Regions from separate parts of the Hordeum vulgare genome. Here region 1 is linked to region 2. The links are chromatin contacts, called in public Hi-C maps. All regions are on one chromosome and are shown on one strand. Each heading gives the region's core, a stretch centred on a gene start, on an enhancer-like site or on the middle of the called end of the contact. The rest is flanking DNA. Distances are from core to core; before and after follow the strand shown. Region 1 holds the start of LOC123403636. Region 2 has its middle 11 kb from the start of LOC123403216.

Region 1 (6,145 bases), core at 2,643-5,142, 400 kb after region 2:
AACGCCCAGTTTATAACGTTTTTTTGATAAAGCGCCAGTTTATAATGTAATTAGGAGAGAACACGACTTATTTGGCATTACCATGGATGGAGCACTATGAACCTGGTGATAACACAATGAACTTGGGTCACAGATCACAAAAAGAGTAGACTGCTTTCATGCTAACACAAACTCAAAAAACGGCAAAATGTTAGATTCAAGTGCTCAATTGGCACAACTATAAAATTGATCTTCCTACCCAATTGATTATCAATTTTATAGTTGTGGGCTCCTTTTCTAAAAATAAAAAAAAATAGTCGTGCCAATTGATCTTCCTACCCAATTGATTGTTAAAAAAAAAGAGACCAAACTGATAACGGAAATTGATCTTTGTAGCCGGTTCTTACTCTCACCAAATCGAGACTGCAAAAGTCCGAATACAACGGCCTGATAACTTTTAGCCATTCAACGCGGTTGACCAAACTGTCTGGACCGGTCCCGACGTTCAAAATCCCACAAACCAGCATCAAACAGGGGAGATTGGGCTAGACTGTGATAAATCGGGCGAACCGGGAAACCCCTCTCCTGTCGCGGTTGCTCTAAAACCCTCACACCATGCATTCACTCAACCTTGACACATAAACGCCACCCACATTCCCACTGTCCGGCTACTGAGAAACCTAGTCCTACTCGCCGACCCGCTTGCCCCGACTATTAAAGTCGCTAGGCCACAAATACAAGTCATCAGATCGGGATCTTTTGATCGTCAGATCTCTTCTCTCGTCCTCAACTTCAAGCCACGAACGTAAGCGCCTCGCCAGCCATCCTCGTCCAACATGCAGCAGCGTTCTCCACCCCTTCCCTCTCCCCCTTCCCCCCGGCGGTCGAGGGGTTCTTCTCCCGTCGCCCCCTCTTGCCGGATGTCCTCGCCGTCGGTCGCCGTCCTTGTAGAGCCAACAAACGAGAGCACCTTGTTGGCCGTCCTTGTAGAGCCAACAAAAGAGAGCACGTTGTAGGCCGTCCGTTGCAGCTTTTTTCATCAACAGTTATAACATTCTGCCATGTCAATGATCGCTTGCAGCTTTTTATATGTCTGATTGCAACTTTTTCATCAACGATTGTAACATTTTATGTCAACAGGTTGTAGCATTTCGCCATGGCAATGACCGCTTTCAGCTTTTTATATGCGTGGTTGAAGCTTTTTCATCTGGGTTTGAAGCTTTTTCAAATAGCCGTTGCAGCAATTTTGGGTGTCGTTTGCAACACTTGTACACGTGCAGCCCGGCCATGGCGACAGGCGACGAGGACGATGTGCGGATGCTGGATCCGACGATGCGGGTGGCCGACGGGAGCGGGAACTGGTGATGCAGGCGACCAACGGGGGCCGGGACCGGCGATATTGGTGGCAGCAGCGCAGGGGAGCGCAGATGGTGGCCTCCCTTGACCATGTGCCCCACCACGCGCGAGGATCGTTCCACCAGGATGAGAGGAGATCGCAGGATGAGAGGAGATCGCACGGATCGCGTGTGTCCGGCCGAACGTTCGGCCGACGCGCTGGCGGAAAACGTTTCCCTATCCTTTTCCTCTCCAACCCATCGCAACCCACCACACCTCCACCACCGGCCGCCACGAGGGTAAGACGTCGGACGCCTCTTGCTGGTGGCCGACGAGCGGCTTCGAATCACGAGGAGCTTCGGATCGAGTTGGCGTCGTTGCCCATGGTATCCGGGCCGCTCATCACACACAAAGTCTCCAAAGTCAAGTCAGAGCTGATCTCTTCGGACAACGAGGATGTGAAGACGGCACCCCTGCTCATTGTTGCTACTGCGACTGACGACGAGTCCGCGCGACATATGGAGATTGCACTCCAATAGTCATTGACCGATCGTAGTGATGCGTTCTCGTCTCCTCCATGAAACCAAGACGTCCAAATCGGACGCCGCATGAAGGAGGGGCTAGACTCCCCACCTTTGAAGGAGGAGCCACCCTCCCACAGATGCTTGCTGCACAGTCGGGGGCGGTTGTTCGCCGTGAAGGAGGAGCAGTCTTCATTGCCATCAAAGCCACACCCGCGCGTGGAATACTACCCTCAAGGTGCCAGAGCGGGGGCGCATCCTCCTTCGCAACCAACAAATGCCTCTGCAAGGTGGCGTGCCACGAGCAGCATAATGCAATGCACGCGACGACATTTTTGAGGAGTGTGTTAAACTTCATTACTAGCCAATGGCTCAAGAGGCCTATACATGGACACATAGGGGGTGGCAGTAATTTTTGAATAAACTGCGAAAGCCAGGAGTTGAACTCAAGATCTTAGGCTCTGATACCATATTATGCTTCATGCATTAGCCAACGCAAACAAAAGTCCAAACGGATGAAAAGGGCTAGGCAATCCCTATATACACTTCAACAGAGCGAGACGACGCTGGCCTGGGTGCTCGCGGAGGCTTGGACCATCTGTCGGTTCAAGACGATCGAGCACCCAGGCCCCCGCCACCCGCGCCGGCTCAATGACCAACTCCTCCACATGAGGCTGGTGCAATCTGAGGGCGCCGCCTTCATCTGAGCCGCCGACGTCGCCGCCTTCATGAGGAGGATGCGGCATGATTGTTGATGTGCCATTTGTTTGTGTGAACTTTTATGTTATGAATTTGGTTGGATGATTTTGAACATGGTTAGATGATGATGTGATGTGGCATGATTTCGAACTTTTATGTCATGATGAACTTGGTTGGTTATTTTAAGCTATGCTATGTCTTGTTTTGATATTTAAAATATCACCATATTATCAAAAATGAATATATTACGAGTGGCTGCTCGTGCATTGTAGTTTAACAAGCGTGCTGAAGTGGCTCGCGCGCTGTTGTTTAGCACGTCTGTTGAAACGGCTCATGTGTGTTATTTTTTGCAACGATCGCTGGAGTCAGCGCTCTTCGGCACGCTAAAAACCCTTATTTCGACCCGTCAAACTTTTTCTAAAGACATGAAACGGTTACGGGGCTGTTGAAGATGCTTTAAGGCAAAGCAAAGTCCAACTTTTTTTTATAAAGGACAAAAATGGAGGGGAAAGGAAAGAGAGAGAGAAAGAGAGGACGAGTTGGTACTACTACTACGAACTGTGATATGCTACTAGGGATTGGGGCCTCTTCTTTTCTTTTCCAACCTTTGATTTTTATTCATTCTCTTGTTCCACGGTGATCATATCTAGACGAAAATTAATAAATAAGCCCAATCCCAGATCCCCGACATATCCAGCTCACATCCAAAGCACAAATCGGAACCACAGAAAGTAACCAATAGAGTAATAGTAACTGACACAAAATCGCTCTGAAATTAAGCAAGAAATCGAGCTGCACCTGTCCTTGAGAGCTGGCTCCCAAGCCTCGGCTATTCTTCTTGCTCGCCCCCAAGAAGCAGCAGATCGATCGAGCACTATAGCTCAGCAGCAGATCGACTGAGCACTATAGCTCAGCCAGGCTACATGCAGCTCCTCCTCCGTGGCTGGCCGACGACGCCGGTACCCGGCTCGCCTGCAGGCAACCCATCGGTGACCCCGGCGCAATTCATGGCCGCCGAAGGCCGAGTCGATCCAAGGGGGAGAAGACAACGAGCTGGATGGAGCTAGCTAGCGAAGAGCAAGAAGAGAGCTGCTAGTAAGCGATAGAGAAGAGAGGGGATTGGGACGACGACGACGACGACGACCGCGGGCACTTATACTACCCTCGGAGGAATGCTAAGGGAAAGCCATTCATTGGCTTTAACTAATCAGTGGAGTAGGCAGGCAAGGCAGATCAGCTGGATTGGAGGAAGCAACCGGTGATTAGTATGGGGTAGTAGTACTAACTAATGAAGCCGCTGATTGGACTTGGGGTGGATATGGAGAGGTCGATACCGTACGTGATGACGAGCGGTGCTAGCTGGACTCCATAGCGCCCACTTGCGACCTCGCTTTCAGACAGCCAGGCATTGAGCAGCGACCGGCTTAAGTCAATACTCAATGATCCCTCCGGGTCAGTTTAAAGCATCTACATGTACGGCTAGCGATCCAGTCCCTCAAACGCTCACAATTACATCCCCGTTCATTGACCGAACATGTCTTAAATTATGTTTTTTATATCTATACTTTTCATATCAGATATCGTGTATTCATATTAGCTCACACGCTAGGAAATTAAGAAAGATATGTACATTTCAATAATCAAAAGATCTAGATGGATAGTAAAAAGTACTCAAAGTTCACATAATCCACATACAACGGACTAGGTACTAAATAACTACAACTTAAACAAGTGAGACGGCGAAAATTCACCACTTTCTCGCCGGACCTTTGCCCTTCCGACCACAGGCATAACTGTAGGCGTCCACGGCTGGTGGAGGGTCTTCCTCGTCAAAGGAGGAGGTGCAGCTGTGGCCGCCCCCTTGTCGGAGTCCGAGTCGGAGAGGACGATTAACCAGTTCATCCGACGGACGGACCTATCCTGCTGCCGCTTCAATTTGGTGACCCGAGCCGCCTCCTTTGCTGCCTCCTTCGCCTCGCACTCCGACTGCTCAATTGCAAGGAGGAGCACCTTCGGGTTCCTCCATCGTAGACGGCGAGTGTCCGTCTCCACCGCCGTGAGGGGACGGCTGTAGACCCATGCGAGGAGCTACACGTCCTCGTCGAGCACCGCCTGCAACCCTCAGCGACAGCCGACAGCGCGTGGACTGTTATGCCTCGTCCCTCCCCCTTGCCCGCTGTCTGTCGCAGTGGGCGACACGTGCCTTTGATTCCGGAGCACGCATGCGGGCCGGCAGAGCGGGGGCACTAATAACCCACAAGTATATGGGATCGCGATAGTTTTCGAGGGTAGAGTATTCAACCCAAATTTATAGATTCGACACAAGGGGAGCCAAATAATATTTGCAGGTATTAGCAACTGAGTTGTAAATTCAACAACGCTTGGAGATTTAGTACCTGCATCACAATGATCAGTAGCACAATAATATGATAGTTTTGATACCAATGGTAATAGTAGCAGCAGTAATGATAACAGTAGCAGCAGTAATGGTAACAGTGATATAAGTTTTGTAGCAGTTGTAACAGTAGTAGCAATAATAGTAACTTAGCAAGCACAATATGTAGAAAACTCGTAGGCAATAGATCGATGATATTGCTGGATAATATTCATCATATAACAGTCACATCATATGGCGACACAGAACTAGCTCTCGTTCATCGATATAATGTAGGCATGTATTCTGTAAATAGTCATATGTGCTTATGAAAAAGAACTTGCATGAAATCTTTTGTCATGCCCTTCCGTGGCAGCGGGGTCCATAAAGAAACTAAGTGATATTAAGTCCTCATTTTAATAGAGAACTGGAACAAAGCATTAACACATAGTGAATACATGAAGTCCTCATACTACGGTAATCACCGGAAAGAATCCCAATTATTTTCACTTTGGGGTATGCGGATCTTAACACGTAGTAGGTGCATATTGTTGGAAATATGCCCTAAAGACAATAATAAATTGGTCACTATTATATTTCCTTGTTCATGATAATCGTTTATTATCCATGCTAGAATTGTATTGATTGGAAACTCAAATACATGTGTGGATACATAGACAACACACAGTCCCTAATGACTCTTTAGTTAACTAGCTCGTTGATCAAAGATGGTCAAGGTTTCCTGGCCATAGACAAGTGTTGTCACTTGATAACGGGATCACATCACTAGGAGAATTATGTGATGGACAAGACCCAAACTATGAACGTAGCATATGATCGTGTCAGTTTGTTGCTATTATTTTCTACATGTCAATGTATCTGTTCCTGTGACCATGAGATCATGCAACTCCCGGACACCGGAGGAATACCTTGTGTGTAACAAACGCCACAACGTAATTGGGTGACTATAAAGATGCTCTACAGGTATCACCGAAGGTGTCTGTTGGGTTGGCATCGATCAAGACTGGGATTTGTCACTCCGTGTGAAGGAGGGGTATCTCGGGGCCCACTCGGTAATACAACATCACAATAAGCCTTGCAAGCAATGTGACTAAGGAGTTAGTCACGTGATCTTGTATTAAGGAACGAGTAAAGAGACTTTCCACTAACGATATTGAACTAGGTATGGACATACCGGTGATCGAATCTCGGGCAAGTAACATACTGCTATCCCACA
Region 2 (7,082 bases), core at 3,924-6,423:
AATCAGCAAACTGAGCCTGGTCTATTGATTAATGGGAAAATCTAACTGACTGCGCCGCACCATCGCGTTCTCGTGCGGAGGTCGGACGCACAGACCCATGTGTTTAAGTCTAGTAAAAATAGTTCAGGCGAACGGTGCAGAGTGGGTGAGTACATTGTGTTGTCAAAGCAAGGTGTCAGTATTATATAAAGAAAAAGAAGGATGCGTGAACAATTTGCTACGGTAGCGAAACAGTAATGTTTTGGGAGATGTCACGGGCAGCAGCTTGACTCTATTGGTTTGAAATTTAAAAAGTTTTATCTCTAAAACTGTTAATTTAATTGACGATCCGTCTTCATCATTGACTTTGTCGCGACGAAATCTTTAAAACTAGACCATGTCGACATGTTATGAGAAATTTTCTTCTCCATCCATAATTACCACATTTTTAGACTTACTTGTCGTATTATTAGCCTCTTACTTGCCGAAAAAATAACTTAATTGTCTATTTTTTCTCGATGTGAACCTTGTGCCGCATGTATCCATATTTCAGCACACAGCAGCGTGGGCTAGAAGCATATGCATGTGACATCACAAAAATATGCATTGCATACAAAGCGTCACATAAAAAATCCGTAAAAAAAGTGTTACACACAAAACATGTGTTGGTAGACCGTATTCACAAGCTAAATGCATCTGGTTAGTACTAGTACTACTAGTATTAGTTTAAAACTGCATAGTTGCCAATTTTACAAAAACTTAGTTGTCAAGATGCTATAAATGATTTGTTGTCCTTTGATAGTTATAACTATGCAATTTTTGTCATGTTTAGAGGTGGTTGCCACTGATAATTTGTTAACTATGGCAACTTGATGTAAAAGCACCAATAAGCTCTGTGTGAAATCACATTAAAAAGTGTCAGTTAAGTTATTTTTCTCAGGCAAGTAAGTGGTTAATAATATGGTAAGTCAGTCAAAAAATGTGGCAACTATGGACAGAAAAAAACAGTTGACGCACCATGTCGACATGGGATCTAGTTTCGAAGAACTCGTCGCGAGAAAGTCAATGGTGAAAACGGATCATCGATTGAATTAATGGTTTTGTAGATAAAACTTTTTAAATTTCAAACATCAAAGAAAATCTTGATGACATCATTGCATGCATGTATGTTGGAGAGAGGGTGAATTAACCGATGCATGTCAATACATATCGCAAGAAGATGCATGTGATGATGTGCATGTAGTTTGTAGGCCCCTTTGTTTTTTATTGCCGTGGTTGTGCATGCATATAGCAGGCGCCGCACGGGAATACGTGGGTGCGGCGCCGCTGCCTAGTTGGCTCCTTGATTAATACGGGTGGGCATTGAGTTTGTATCTGGGGTTCAGAGTACGGGACATCCTACCTGCCGCTCACTTCAGCAGGCATCCCTGCGCCGCACAGGCACCAAGACTGGGCCGGTCCAGTTTTGTTTTTCTTTCTGATACTTTTTCCCTTCTCTGCTCGTTCTCTTTTTTGGTTCGTTTTCTCTTTCCTTTTTTCCTTTTCTTTTTTTATTGGAGGAAAAATGTTTTCAAATTTGAATAATATTTTAGAAAATTGAGAAGAACTTTGGAAGCGTGAATAATTTTCTGAAGCACGAACTTTTTTTGCATTTTGAGAACAAATTTTGAAATCGAGTACAAATTAGAAAAAACATCAAATTTGGAAGCGCGAATAATTTTTTAAATACATGAACATATCTAGAATCTTGAGAACATTTTTTTTAAGGGAGAACAATTTAGAAAAACACTAAAGAAGTTTGAAAAAGCGAACAATTTTTTAAACCATGAACATTTATTGAAATTTGAGAACAAATATTGAAACCGAGAACAATTTTAAAAAACATGAACGAATATGGAAGCACGCATAATTTTTTAAATACACAAATTTTTAGGAAAACATAAACAATTTCTTAGTCTATAAACAAATTTGAGAACAGGAGCATTTTACAAACATAGAACAATTTTTTTGTAAGATTTTTTTTGAATATTTTTTGTAACGGGAAACTTTTTTGAACTTGTGTACACTTTTTGGAACACGGACATTTTTTGAACTTATGTAAATTTTTTGAAACGGCAAATATTTTTTATAAAATGAAAAATATTTTTCAAATTTTTCGCTCATTTTTAAATCGTGAAATTTTTTGGAATTGGCGAACAAAATTGGAATAAGTTTTTAATTTGTGGAAAAATTATCAAAAAAGAGAAACAGTTTTCGTAAAACAGGAACATTTTTTATAATAATGCAAAAAGAATAACATTTAAAAAAATGTGAACAAGGAACATTTTTTTTAAAATCATGCAGTTTTTTGAATACGAGAACAATTTTTGAAACACAAGAATTTTTTAAAAGATGAACACATTTTGGAAGCAGGAACGTTTTTGAAGCAAAAACATTTCAATATAAATTGTGAATACGAGAACATTTTTTGAAATTGAAAACAAAAATTATAAAATGTCAAACAGAAAAATAGGAAAAGGAAAAAAGAAACAAAAGTGAAGGAAATAATGAAAAAGGAAACGATAACATTTTTTATAAAACAACACATTTTGATAATGTCAGACGTTTTTCTGAAATCCGGAACATTTTTTGAAGCTATGCATGTTTTTGAAAAATGGCAAATTTTAGAAATTTGGAACATTTTTATAAAATCAAGAACATTTTCTGAATTTTAAGAACAATTTTAAATATGAACTTAGGTTAAAAATAATTATAGAAAAAAAGCAGAAAAAGAAAAAGGAAAAAACAAAACATAAAAAAGGACAAAAAATGAAGCAGAAACCGAACTGCATGCAGAGGGAGATGGGTCCGCCCAGTTGGTCCCGTCCCTGTGCATTTGCCCGATTACTTGACGCAAAGAGCGTCAAATATGGTTTTCTTTCGAGTACCACAACTGAATAAACGTCATTTAAAAAAAATTACTAGTTAACGAATACACATTCCAATGTTTACTACCACCTTCACCGGTTGCGACATGCGGCGCACTACATGCGTGCCACTTGTCGTAACCTGGGAGTTTTTCCTCTTTTCGTAGATCCGTATTTTCAAAAAAAATTATCTGCTAAACTGTGCTTCCAAATCTCGAACTGTTTTTACCGTTTACTTTCTTGCGTCGAGATCTTCAAAACTAGATCCCATGTTGAAAGGTTTTGACGAACTTTTGGTTCACGAAAAAAACCGGATGAAAAAACCATGCCTCACGCGATAGAAAAAATAATAAAAAACATGTTTTTTCCCTTTCCGATATACACGGGTCGTGCCTCTCGCGAAGGCAAACCCGTGTGCTTCTCGCGTAACGAAAACCATGTCTCTCGTGGAAAAAAGAGAGCAGAAAACGCGTTTTCCCCATTTTCAGAAAAAACACGTGCGTGCCTCTCGCGAGGGCAAAACCGTGTCTTCCGCAAAAGAAAAACCGTGGCTCTTGCAAAAAAAACATAAAACACATTTTTTCACTTTCCGGAGAGGCACGGGCGTGCCTTTCGCGAAGGCAAAATCGTGTCTTTCACGAAAGCAAAACTCTGTTTGTCATAAAAAATAGAAAATTTGTTTTTTTCTTTTCCGAGAGGCATGACCGTGCCTCTCGCGAAGGCAAAACCATGTGTCTCTCGCGGAAGCAAAACCGTACCTCTTGAAAAAAATAGAATACGTGTTTATTCGCAAAATAAAATTCAACCGTAACACAAAAAAATTCAGAAAAAAACCACTCAAGAAAGGCGAAGACGCGTGCGACAAAAAAAAACAAAATCCGAAAGAAACGTTTAGAGCACAACACGTGGCGGCAGTTGGAAACGTGCCAAGTGGCGGCGCGCGGGAGCAATCGCTGGGAGGCTCCCGTGGGAGGGCTCGCTAACTAGTTGCTCCCCAACTTTTTTCCTTTGTGTTTTGCTGTTCGAGCAGGTTCTAGGGCCGGCCCGCTAAGTGTTGAGTGGGAGCGCTTGCACTGCGAACCGACGCGCAACAACTGTAGCTCCGGTTTTCTTTTTTTATTAAAATGAACAAAAGTTCACTTTATTAAAATATTTTTTGAAAACATAATCATTTTTTAAAACTGGAAATGAATTTGCAAACGTGAACTATTTTTTAAAGGACAAACATTTTTTGAATCATGAGAACAAATTTTCAAACCAAGAACAACTTTGAAAAATATTGAACAAATTTGGGACCACGAACAAATTTTTAAATCACTAACATTTTTGAATTTGAAGGGCAAGATTATGAAACAGAGAGATTTTGAAAACCCCGAACAAATTTGGAAGTGTGAACAAGTTTTTAAAAGCATGAACATTTTTTAAATTTCGAGAACAAATTTTTAGAGTGAGAACAAAATTGAAAAATCCTGAACAAATTCATAAACTCAAACAATTTTTGAAAATAAAAACATTTATTGAATTTCGAGAACAAACTTCGATGAAAAAGAACATTTTTATAAAATGCACATTTTTTTTTGAAATAGCAGAACATTTTTTCGAAAATCTAGAACACTTTTCTAGAAAGCACAAACATTTTTAGAATTTATGAACATTTTTTGAAAACCCCAAACATTTTTTAAATATCTATAAGATTTTTTGAAAATCCAGAACATGTTTTCAAAAAGTAGAAGAAACATTTTCCGAATTTAAAGAACTTTTTTTGAAAACCCAGTACATTTTATTAAAATCCAAAACATTATTGTAAAAAGCAAAATCATTTTCAGAATTTGGAAAGCAATTTTGGAAAATACAATACAATTTTTGGAAATCCAAAACATTTTTTTTAAAGAAAGCAGAAACATTTTCCGGATTTAAAGAACATTTTTTGAAAACCCAATAGATTTTTTAATAATACAGATAAATATTTAAAAAACAAAAACATTTTCCGAAATTGATGAACAACTTTGGAAAATCCCAACATATTTGGAAAATCCAGAATATTTTTTAAAAATCCAGAACATTTTTGAAACAGAAACAGAAAAAAATGAAGAAAAAGGAAAACGACAAAAAAAGAAAATCGGTTCAGGGAACCTTTAAAAATTTCCCAAAACCGAAAAAAAAACAGGTTGAGAAAGTCTAAAAGGTTCCCAAAACCGGGATCCCCGCAACCCGTAATGGGTCGCTCCAGATCGCGTCGCTCCTTCATCCCGTGCGAAGCCCCGGCATCTTGGCGTAATGTGCGTCCTATAGAATTTTCCAACGGACGCTTACATCCAGCTTCGTATGTTGCGCCTTCATTCATTTGTGATAACCGTGCTTCATGCCCTCTTATGCCAATTCCTATGTTGCGCGTAGCGCATTAGTTAAAAGCCTATTGGTAGTTTTTTGCTTATGCACAGTTCCGCTCCATGCATAACAGGCCTAAACAAGCCTCAACCTACCACAGTTTTACCTTCTAGGAGGGAACCTTCGTTCCTCCGGGGTTTTTCCGACTATTTCTTCGGTTTTGTGTGTCTATTTCTTCGGTTCATCTTATTTAAATGCATGAAACCATTCAAATTTGTTTTTTTTTTATCAAAATCATGATATTTTTTTTAACTTTTTAAGTTTTAATTAAGTTTGTAACCTTTTTTTCAACAAAATCTAGTTTTTTTTCAAATGAGTGAACATTTTCGTTTTTGCAATTTTTTGAAAATGGCAATTTTTTTAAAGAAATATGATTTTCCCTCATATTTTGCGAACTTTTTTAAAACCACAAACTTATACAAATTAACAATCTTTTTTTTGAATTTATGAACCATTTCAAATATGTTTTTTCTTCAAATTTACGCAATGAAACTACGTGGTAGTTTTAAAAAGTCAACGATGAATGGCCCATTGATGAAACGGTCCATCGGGCAAACCTAATACTTGAGGAGACGTAGAGCGAGGCACGTAAACACTAGTGGCCTATTGATACATCTCAATTGTATCTATATTTTTTATTATTTTATGTTATTATAATATCATGTTTGTATACTTTTGATAGCAATATATATTAATTTTTTATACTAACTTATTAACTTAGTGTCGTGCGTGAGTTGCTATTTTGTGCTTGCTCTCTAGTTTTCGAGTAATAAATATCGACGAGGGCCAAAATAACACGGACATTTAATGTGATTTTTTTCTCCATGAAAAGAGTCCAAAATGTAACAAAGCCAAAAGAGAGGAGCCACAAGGCCTCCATACGGGCATGTGAGCGCAACCAAGGGCAGTCCCATGCTCCTATGGACAAAATTTATGAAGGGAATAAGAACAGGTTTTCAACACTTTGATACCCTATGATGCCCTTTCATAAATTTCATGTGTAATTTATTATAGGTGTTGCACCACCTTTTTTTGGTCATGCCCATGTAATTTTGATAAACTCTTATTAGGTTGTTTGTAGAGTCCGCATTATAGGGTAAAATTTAGGATATATCCCCTAGAGGGAATGATATCACTTGTTATTTATCTCGAGGTTTGTAATTATGTTTATATTTCATGCTATAACTGAAATGGTCCTTGAGCTTCTATATCCATAAAATCTCAAAGGGAAACCTATATGCACGTATGGACTAATAAGCGGTAAAATGTACTCCTAGTATTTCCTCTAAGACTAACTCAAGTGTTGCATAATGGTCACATTTTATTGATCATGGGCATGACTATGCCGACAATTTTGAGGACACAATGTTAGAATGACCTTGTATTGAATTGACCCAATTGATGTCATGCTACGAGATACATTCATCACGAGTTAATGGTTTTATAACATAGAGAAAGTTAGCGTTTGCATAATTTCTTAGACCATGAGAGTATCAAATTGCTTCGTGCTTACTTCATGAACTTTGGAGTTAGTTAAACGTCATCTGTTATAGGGTGGTTATTAAGACAACTTTCGGGATTTTGGAAAGGTATGACAAGGGACTTGATAACTCAAGATTGGGTTTTGCTCCTCCCGCAATGGAGAGATATTCTTTGGGTCTCTATTAAAGTATCCGTCATCATCTCGCCACACACAATGTGATTTGATAATGGGGATGCCGGAACATGTGAACGAGAAAAAGGGAAAAACGGTAACAAGGAAACTCGCATAGTGAACAAGTTTTTGATCCACGAGAATGCCATTAAATT

The links. Hi-C and Micro-C count contacts between places; a contact is called where the count stands out from the background.
Region 1: a Hi-C map of leaf shows a contact between it and region 2, with 2.8 times the contacts expected there. The contact joins the promoter of LOC123403636 here to the enhancer-like site in region 2. A contact is called at or near these places in 3 of 6 Hi-C or Micro-C datasets (leaf and seedling).

The regions. Positions count from the first base shown.
Region 1 is chr6H:494,071,081-494,077,225 of MorexV3_pseudomolecules_assembly, forward strand. LOC123403636 reads right to left here and starts at 3,893. Exons shown (of 3, transcript XM_045097558.1): 1 at 3,333-3,893.
Region 2 is chr6H:493,673,313-493,680,394 of MorexV3_pseudomolecules_assembly, forward strand. No RefSeq gene overlaps it. Among protein-coding and RNA genes, the nearest start is that of LOC123403216, 11 kb to the left of the region's middle. Within about 2 kb of position 5,174, at least 2 of the 3 cell types and tissues checked have open chromatin away from gene starts, as enhancers often do. A contact at or near this core is called in leaf, where this site is marked.